Linked DNA regions of Oryctolagus cuniculus: region 1 is linked to region 2. The links are chromatin contacts, called in public Micro-C maps. All regions are on one chromosome and are shown on one strand. Each heading gives the region's core, a stretch centred on a gene start, on an enhancer-like site or on the middle of the called end of the contact. The rest is flanking DNA. Distances are from core to core; before and after follow the strand shown.

Evidence for each region. Hi-C and Micro-C count contacts between places; a contact is called where the count stands out from the background.
Region 1: a Micro-C map of ear pinna shows a contact between it and region 2, with 2.1 times the contacts expected there. The contact joins the enhancer-like site here to the promoter of HELZ in region 2. A contact is called at or near these places in 2 of 6 Hi-C or Micro-C datasets (ear pinna and skin fibroblasts).

The regions. Positions count from the first base shown.
Region 1 is chr17:13,398,972-13,403,022 of mOryCun1.1, reverse strand. LOC138846041 (a long non-coding RNA gene) reads left to right here. Exons shown (of 2, transcript XR_011383419.1): 2 at 269-943. Among named protein-coding and RNA genes, the nearest start is that of PSMD12, 35 kb to the left of the region's middle. Within about 2 kb of position 2,007, at least 3 of the 8 cell types and tissues checked have an H3K27ac peak or open chromatin away from gene starts, as enhancers often do. A contact at or near this core is called in ear pinna, where this site is marked.
Region 2 is chr17:13,343,891-13,348,225 of mOryCun1.1, reverse strand. It overlaps HELZ (helicase with zinc finger), which reads left to right and starts at 1,340. Exons shown (of 32, transcript XM_051825840.2): 1 at 1,340-1,447; 2 at 2,698-2,753. LOC138846037 (a long non-coding RNA gene) reads right to left here and starts at 165. Exons shown (of 3, transcript XR_011383415.1): 1 at 26-165.

The sequences.
Region 1 (4,051 bases), core at 758-3,257, 54 kb before region 2:
ACTGGCCAGTGTTTGTTTTTGTATCTGTTACACAGTAAAAACGTAAGTGCCTGTGAAGTTCAATTGTTTCTTGACCCATCAGTCTTTCTTAATCCTTTAGTATCATACCTTGATCAGATATTATTTTGATCCTCATTTCCAACTTTATATTGCCAAAGGTTTTTTTTTTTCCTGAGAATAGATTTACCCTAAAAAAAAAAAATTTAAAGTTTCTAGAATATTTTCCAAGTGTAGTTTTCATCAGTTTTTTTTTTTTTTTTTTTTTCAGTAGGAACATGAGTGTTAACAGCAGTCTGAAATGCCCAGTTTGTAAGAAGTGTGAAGATACCTCAGAAACGTTCTTGTGCGGAGGGTGCGCGCTGAGGGGGCGGGAGAGCACGGCGCGGCCGTCATGGAGAGCCCCGGGGACTTCTGTGTCCGTGCCCACACCCGGAGCTGATGATCCTTACCTGGGCCTGCCTCCGGTACCGCGAGCTCTTGAAGAGAGGAGGGCTGGAGCGTGTGGCTGAAAGCTTAGCTTTGGCCTCGGGCAGCCTGGGTCCCAGTTCCAGCCCATATGGGTGAGCTTTGAACCAGCCGCTCCTCCTAGAGATAAAGGTTTAAAAACTGAAATAGAGGCCGGCATCATGGCATAGTGGGTTAAGGTGTGACACCGGCATCCAATATGAGTCCCAGCTGCTCTGCTTCCAATCCAGCTCCCTGCTAATGCACCTGGGAAAGCAGCGGAGAACAACCCTAGTGGTTGGGCCGCTGCACCCATGTAGGAGACTCTGGTGGAGCTCCTGGCTCCTGTCTGCTCCAGGTCCGGCCCTTTCAGCCATTTGGGGAGCGAACCAGCGAATGGAAAATTCTCCCTCCTCTCTTTTTCTCTCTCCCCTCCTTCTCTCTCTCTCACTATGCCTTTCAATTAAATAAATAAATTAGGTTAAAAAAAAAAAAAAAACCACGTTCATGCACAATTAAATTAAAAGGGAAGTTCAGAGGCGGGAGTTCAGCCTAGCAGTCCAGACCCCGGCATCCTACACTGGAGTCCCGGGCTCGGCATCCAGCCCCCTCTGCAGGCGCCAGCTTCCTGCTGACGTAGACCTCTGCAGGCAGCAGTGACGGCCCAGTGACTGGGTTCCTGCCGCGCACAGAAGCCCCTGCCTGGGCCCAGGCCCGTGCCCCGTTACAGTGGGCACGTGGGGAGAGCCGTCAGACAGGAGCCCGCGCCCCGTTACTGTGGGCACGCGGGGAGAGCCGTCGGATGGGATTCTCTGTCGCTCTTTCTCTGCCTCTCACATTTATAAAGTTCATTTTGGTACCAAAAAATGTGAAATCTGGCATGACTTTCATGCTGTGCATTTCCCACGAGCCTGTGGGGCTCAGCTTCCACTCCGCCCCTCAGGCCCTTCAGTGCAAGGGGCCCTTCTACCACTTTCCGTGTTTCTTGGGCTTTATTTCATGAACAACGTGCACCTCCCAGAGGGTCTCCCTCAAGACTGCAATGCTTGCTCCCGGGGGTGTTACTGGCTCACGCCTGACTTTGTCCTGGCCCATCCCCTGCCATTCTCCGTGACTGCCCTCAGTTGATGGGGAGCAGCTCCTGCCGCATGATGGGCTGATGGAGAATTCGAGAAGCCCTGGTCCTCCTGGGACCAGAGCTGGGACAGCTCTGAAGGCCATCCCGGCTCTAGAGAATTATGACAGCATCCCTTGCAGCCACGTCAGGGGCTCAGCTTCTCCCTTTTGCCAATGCTTCCTTCACTTGCCCACAGGTACGGGTCTCCCAGCAAGCCCCAGGAAGCTCCCTTTATGCAAACACCCAAGTCAGAGTCTGCATCTGGGGGACTTGGCCTATGACAGTTGGTGCTGGACGTGGTTCAAGAAAGCTGGCTCGACACTGGGATTGTGTAACCAGCTCACCCGCCAGCCAGCTGGCAGTGAGAAGCCCACACTAGTCATATGTGGAGCATGGACAGCCCCTGGCATAGGAAGGGACGTGGCTGTTTAACTGCTCACTGGTGGGAGGGAGTTCTGTGGGCACAGCTGAAGGAATTAAAGGGCTGTCTCTTGGGGCCCAATGGTGAGAGAAAGCCAAAGACTCCGAGTGATTAATCACCAGTTGGAGGTTAAATGTGAAAACGCTGGCAGCTTGTAAGGAGACTCATCTAGAGCGTTCACAGTTGGTTGGATCAGGCGTAGGCATTCCCAGTGCTGCAGCTCCGGAGGACTTCAACAGTTATCATCCCAACTGCTCTGGTATCCGAGAGGGGGACCCTCAGATAAGGGACGGGAACTCCTGGGGCTCCCCCTGAGCGCCTGGGCCTTAAAGGAGAGGCCCTCTCTTGAGGGCCCCCCGCCCTTGCCTGAGGGCGATATGCAGAGGTTCCTGCCTTGTAGGGCAACATGGGTCTCATGCAGGATCCACCTCCACCTCCCTCTTAACCACCAGACCAGCAACCACGGTTCAGTTACAAAATAACCTGGCTAGCGAGCCCCACCTGGGAAAGGACCAGACTCCACAGGGACTGCAGGCCCTGGCTAGCAAGAGCTAGGTGTGAGACGGGAGCCCAAGGGTGCTGCAACAGGGGTAGAAAGAAAGTCGGAGAAGGAAGAACTTCCGGACAGCAGCACTCTCCTGAGATACAGGGTTTAATACTGTAGCAAGGCCCCAAGAGATGATGCTAACGGGCTGCTAGGGTGGCTTTTAGAAGTTTGAAGGATGGATCCAGTGCTGTGGCTTAGTTGGCTAAGCCTCTACCTGTGGCGCAGGTATCCCCTATGGGCACCAGTCCATGTCCCGGCTGCTCCTCTTCCAATCCAGCTCTCTGCTGTGCCCTGGGAAAGCAGTACAAAATGGCACAAGTCCTCGGACCCCTGCACCCGCATGGGAGACCTGGAAGAAGCTCCTGGCTCCTGGCTTCGGATCAGCCCAGCTCCAGCTGTTGTGGCCACTGGGGAGTGAACCAGCGGATGGAAGACCTCTCTCTCTCTCTCTCTGTGTCTCTCCCTCTCTCTGTCTATAATTCTACCTTTCAAATAAATTGTTGAAGGAAGCAACAATCCACACCAAGTGAAGGAGAAATTCAAGAACCACGAGACAAAGGGCAGAAGAAGGATTCCGAGAGTCCCAGGAGGGAGCATGTGAGGACGCGCAGCAGATGGCTGGGCCCAGGACGGCCTGGGGGATGCTCCGTTCCATGCAGCAAGGGAGGCTGCAGCGACGGATACACCTGCTGCGCTCGGGAGCTCCCTGGTCAGGCTCTCCCCTCCAAGGAGACGAAATTGCAGAAGTGGGCCCCCTAGTGACAATGGGGATGAGAGGATCCCAGGATGACAGAGGCCAAGGCACTGAAACACAAGAAACAAGTCAGGGTCAAGTCAGACTGGTAGCAGAGGGAGCCTGACGCAGTGATGGAAGTGGTTAACCAGACCTGGCTTCCATAGGGGCAGGATAAGGGGGCGGTCAATAAGGTATCCATCTGTACAATCAGAAGACATTAAAGCACACCGATAAACAGCTGAGATTCCTTGCCCAGCCAGTTTCCAACCCTGACTGGAGAAGCTGAGTTGGAAGGGACCAGCACCACACAGCACGTATCAAAAGATGCCCCTGCTCCGTCCCCAAAGTGGACGTATGCCATCTGCTTGTGTGAGCTCACACATTCCCAGGACTGTTGGCCCCAGTGTCTGAGTTGATACCCTGAGACCCAAACCATTATCACACTTCTCCCCCACCCCATTAGAAGGGGTTAGCACGTGGAAGCAATGCAATCACAAAGTCTCAGTGTATCCGTGGGTCCCACCCCCTAATACATCATGTACATGGACCTCCTGAGCCATGGCAAACCCCCACGGTAGCCCCCTGCCTGTGATGTGGCTGTTCTAGCTGTGAGGCCACGCAGGATCTCTGCTAAGCAAAACTAACAGGGTGGCAGGCACATGGAGTGCTCTGCTGCATTCTCAGAACCGAGTCAGGCGCACTTGGGACGGGGCGGACAACGACACGCGATTACACTGCTGGCCCCAGCTGTATTAGCTGTCCCACCTTTGCTGGACACAGCCTGAA
Region 2 (4,335 bases), core at 91-2,590:
CCGCCTTGGGTGGGTCAGTGTTTACTTGCAGGAAGCTCAAAGGTGCTCGGCGAACAGCAGAGGTTAAATCAGTGCCTCCAGCGACCAGAGCTGGAAGAGGAGCCCAAGGAAGGGAGAGGCGCAGCGTTTGCCCGCAGGAGGCGGGCGGGCTGCGAGGGGCGCCGCCTGCCGCCACCCTAGCCCTGGGCCCGGGAGACGCTGCTCCTGGCTCACCCGGAGCTCGGAGTGGCGGACTCGGCGAGGCCCGCCCCGCGCTCCCTGACTCACTCCCGGGCGCCCGCCCTCGCCACTGACCCGGGGCCAATCCCTTAATGAGTCTACACCTCACGCTTCGCATCTGGCCGGGACAATTGCCTGGTGGAGTTTTTGACTCCCTGGGGGCAGAGCTCCCGTGTGCAAGCATTCAGGCTTCGGGTAGGGTCCCGAGGAGCCAGCCCCGAGCCCCGGGCCTCCCCGTGCACCCAGAGCGCGGGTGAAAGCCTGGGGCCCCGGCTTCTTGCGAATGCAGAGCGTCCCGGCAGCATGTCGTTCCGGAGACGCGCCCGCAAGGACACCTCTCTAGGAGTCGCAGAAACTTGCCTGAAAGGAAAAAGAGCAAACGGAGCCCAAGGCCAGGGGTCGGCCAGGGTACCCGCCGTTCTGGGAGGCCGGATGCTGGGGCTCTCGCGCCGGCCGCATCCGGCGACCCCGGGCATCGCGCCCCACCCGGAGCCAGAGCTCGCACCTGCCGCCCCCCCCCCCCCCCCCCGAGTTACCTGCCCCGGGAAGCCACAGTCCAGCCGGGACTCGAGCCGGGCGCATCCGGCGGAGCCCGGAGCCACCGCATTCCTAGGGGCGGGGTCCCCACCTAGAGGGGCGCGGGTCGCGTTCCCGGCGGAGAGGAGGAGACCGCCGGCGGCAAAGTGAAACCGAAGAGGGGGTAAAAGTTGCATTTAGCTTATTCCTCCCCACCCCCACGCCCCCTCATCGCGCCCCGACGTGGCTGACCGAGCTACGGGGCCCGCCCAGCCCTCGGAGCCCGACGGCCGCACCTTCCCGGCCCGCAGGGTGCCGCGGGCCCGAGGGCGGGAGCGGGGACCCTCCGCCCACGCGCGTGCCTCGGCCCACGCGCAGCCCGCCCGCGGCAGGAGAGCCTCGGGCTGACTGGCTGCAGACGTGGAGCGGCGGCGGGGGGAAGGGCGGCCGGGGCCAGGAGGCAGAGCGGAACCCCCAGGGCCACACGGGCGGGATGGGGTGACTTCCCCACGCCGGCCCGGCGCGAGGGGCGGGGCCGGCGGGCCGCCCGGGGCCACTTCGCGGCCGGAGGTGCGGCCTGAGGGGCGGCGCCGGCGGCGGGAGGCGGGAGTCGGGGGCCGAGGGGGAGTCACTTTAAAGGCTCTTTCCTACCCATAATGCTTTGTGGGGACGTTGACAAGTGGATCCAAGATGGCGTAGAAAGTAATGACAGGTAAGTCCTGACTTCCCCCTTCTCCGCTGCCGGGGCCGCTCCGCGGGCTGCCGGAGCCCTCCGCTGAGGGGACCGGACTCCTCTCGGGCGCCCCGGGCCCCGGGCGAGGCGGGCCCGGGGCCGGCCGGGGGCACGGGCGGCCCGCGGCGGGGCCTGGGAAGCGGGGCTCTTCGAGGCGAGGCCCGGACGCTGGGGCTGTTTACAGCTTCTTCCCCTCCTCGGTCCCCTTCCCCTCCGCTGGGGGCCGCGCCGCCCGGGGCTCAGGCCTAGGGGGCCGCCTTGCACGCCCCGGGCCGGGAGCCTGCGGGAGGCTTCTCCCGCCCGGGGCGCCGCGGGAGCAGGAGCCGAGCCTCCGTGCACGCTCCCCTCCTCCGGGTCGCGGCGGGCGGTGGGGAGCGTGCGGGCCTCCCACGCCCCGCTCGATCCCCCCTCGGGGCTCGGACTTCCCCGCGGCGGGGGCGCGCGCCCGAGGGTGGGCGTCTGGGAAAGTGGGTCAGGGGCGCGTCCCCACCTTCGCCCGCGCGGGGCTCCCGGCCTGAGGTTCACTTTCTAACCCCCCCCCCCGCTCCCCGCCCCCTCCTCGGAAACGCTCATTGGCCCCCCCAAGCTCATCAACACAAATAAAAACAGACTCTTCTTCCTGGAGATGCCCACAGGGGTCCCCTTCGGGCTGCAGCCTCACCTCGGAGGACTCTGCTCGCTCGCCCCCAGTTGTTTGTGCCGTCTACACCCTCGTGTTGTTTTTCCCCCCACTCCTGAGGCTCCTTCAGACAGGGCCGGAACCCAGGGTCTTCCTCTTCTGGCGTTGGAGCCTGCAGGTTTTGTTTGCAACTCAAGCATTGGCATCCACGCTTTTCAGGCAAACCATTATTATAATAAAAAGTACAACTCCAGATAGGGTGGATTCGGGGAGCAGGGGCGCCTTGGCTGGGTCTCTCTGAAACTCCTATTCGTGAGGTTTTGTTTTTTTCTTTCTTTTCTTCATCTCTCTCTCTCTTAAAGTTGTCAGTGCTGAAAATGATTTTATTGTTTTTGATTTCAAGAGCACTTTGTCATTTATTTTATCTCAGTGAAAGGAGATGTTTTCGTTTTCAGGTAAAAGAAACCCCTTTGAAAGCTGCTGCACCATTTCTGTAACTTCTTCTGTTTAGGTTGAGATGCCCTCACACGTAGGCTGAGACACTGTTTGCTGCTGATGTTGTCTATTGCTGGTGCTGTACAGACCTATTTTACTTTTCTGTTTGCCCCAGGAATCGGATGAAGTCATTGATCACTAATGAACTACAGTGCTGGTGAGATGTGTAAGGTGAGACTGCAGTTAAAAAGGAGTTCCCTGCTTTCCTTTTTAATTCTAATCACTCCACATGGGTAAGGCTGAAGCTAAGGAATTTGATGGATCCAGCTTTATGTTCCAAATATATCACTCCAGCCACTGGGTGTATGGATTGGGCTACATTTAGCCGGGTAAAATATGTCCAGGGGACTGGTCTCTCGGTGGCTCCAGCATGCTCTAACACACTGGAGCTCATCCCCAGCCAAGTGTTATTTGCAGCTCTCCTTGATCACTCTCTCCACCAAGGGTAATTATAGTTTGCCTCTTCAGATTTCCTTGTGTAACTTTAATTGGATGTCTTAATTTTATCTTTTACCGTCCACTACTTACTCTGCGTTGAGTATTAGCACGTGTGTGGGGTTTATGTGGCCACAGTCTGGGATACTTGTCAAGCACACCCTTTCCATGGGAAAGAATTATCCCAGGCAAGTCCACCACTCCAGCTTCTCTCTTCTAAAAAACGGAATAGGATTTGTGTCTCTAATAATTACTCTAAAGTAAAAGTGACAGTGTTGAGTTCTGTTTAGGGATGAGACTAGTTGGTCATCATTTTACGGTCACCCATGGTGTGTGAATTCCAAGTGTTGATTTATTTAATGGAACTTGGAATACTTTGGATTTAAAGGGCATTGATAGGGTGTTAGTATATGGTTAGTACTCTGCTAGGGAGAGGGAGATAAGTGGCTAATTTTGTGTTTTTCACAAGCATTTTTTTTTTCAACTTTAAAAAATATTTTGCTGTGATTTCTTCAGAAAAATGTAAATAACTATGGTCAACTGATTGGTTACTATAAATTTTTTTTTCCCTTTCCACATCTGGGCCTCTGGATTTTGAAATCTTCACCCAGACTTTTCATATCTGTTTCATCTGCTTCAGAAAAGTATGTTGTACATTATTTTCTTCTCTTGATTGAGGTGTATAATTGGCATTTTGCCTTACTCACACACACACCTTGGGAAAGGTGGGCATAAACCAAGATTATTCTTTCTAAGTGCATATACCATGTTTGCTTGTGTTTAAAACTCAGCAGAGTTTATGTGTATTAAATCTAATTTTTGCTTTTATTCTTGGCAGAGCAAATCTGAACTTTGAAATTTGTTTTCTGTTTGCTCATGGAGGCCTTATCTGTAGGCTTCCCAATATGAATTTTTTTTTTTTGAGACCTTCAGATTATTTTGTAGAAAGGAACAGATAGTCTGCTTTTTGCCTATGGAGATTGTTCTTTGTAGTCTGGAATTCCGTATTGGAAGTGGGGGATCTTGTGTGGCTAGTGTTGCTTAGCCTGAATGGTGTCAACACATTTTTTGCAATTTTCCTACATGTGAAATGTTAGTATTCACTTCAAAGTGAAGTTAGTGGTGGGCCACCAAACAATTTGTTACACAGAGTGTTCTAAAACGGGAAATACCATAGTATTGAAGGCTGTGGTGAAGTAGGAGTCTGTGTCTTTGGGCTGAATAAAGACATAGCTTTTTTAGTCTGTCCTTTTGGCTGAGAAGCTGGGACACTATTTTTAGGTAAGGCCGTAGTTTTTGGGAGTCAGTAAGTACAGCC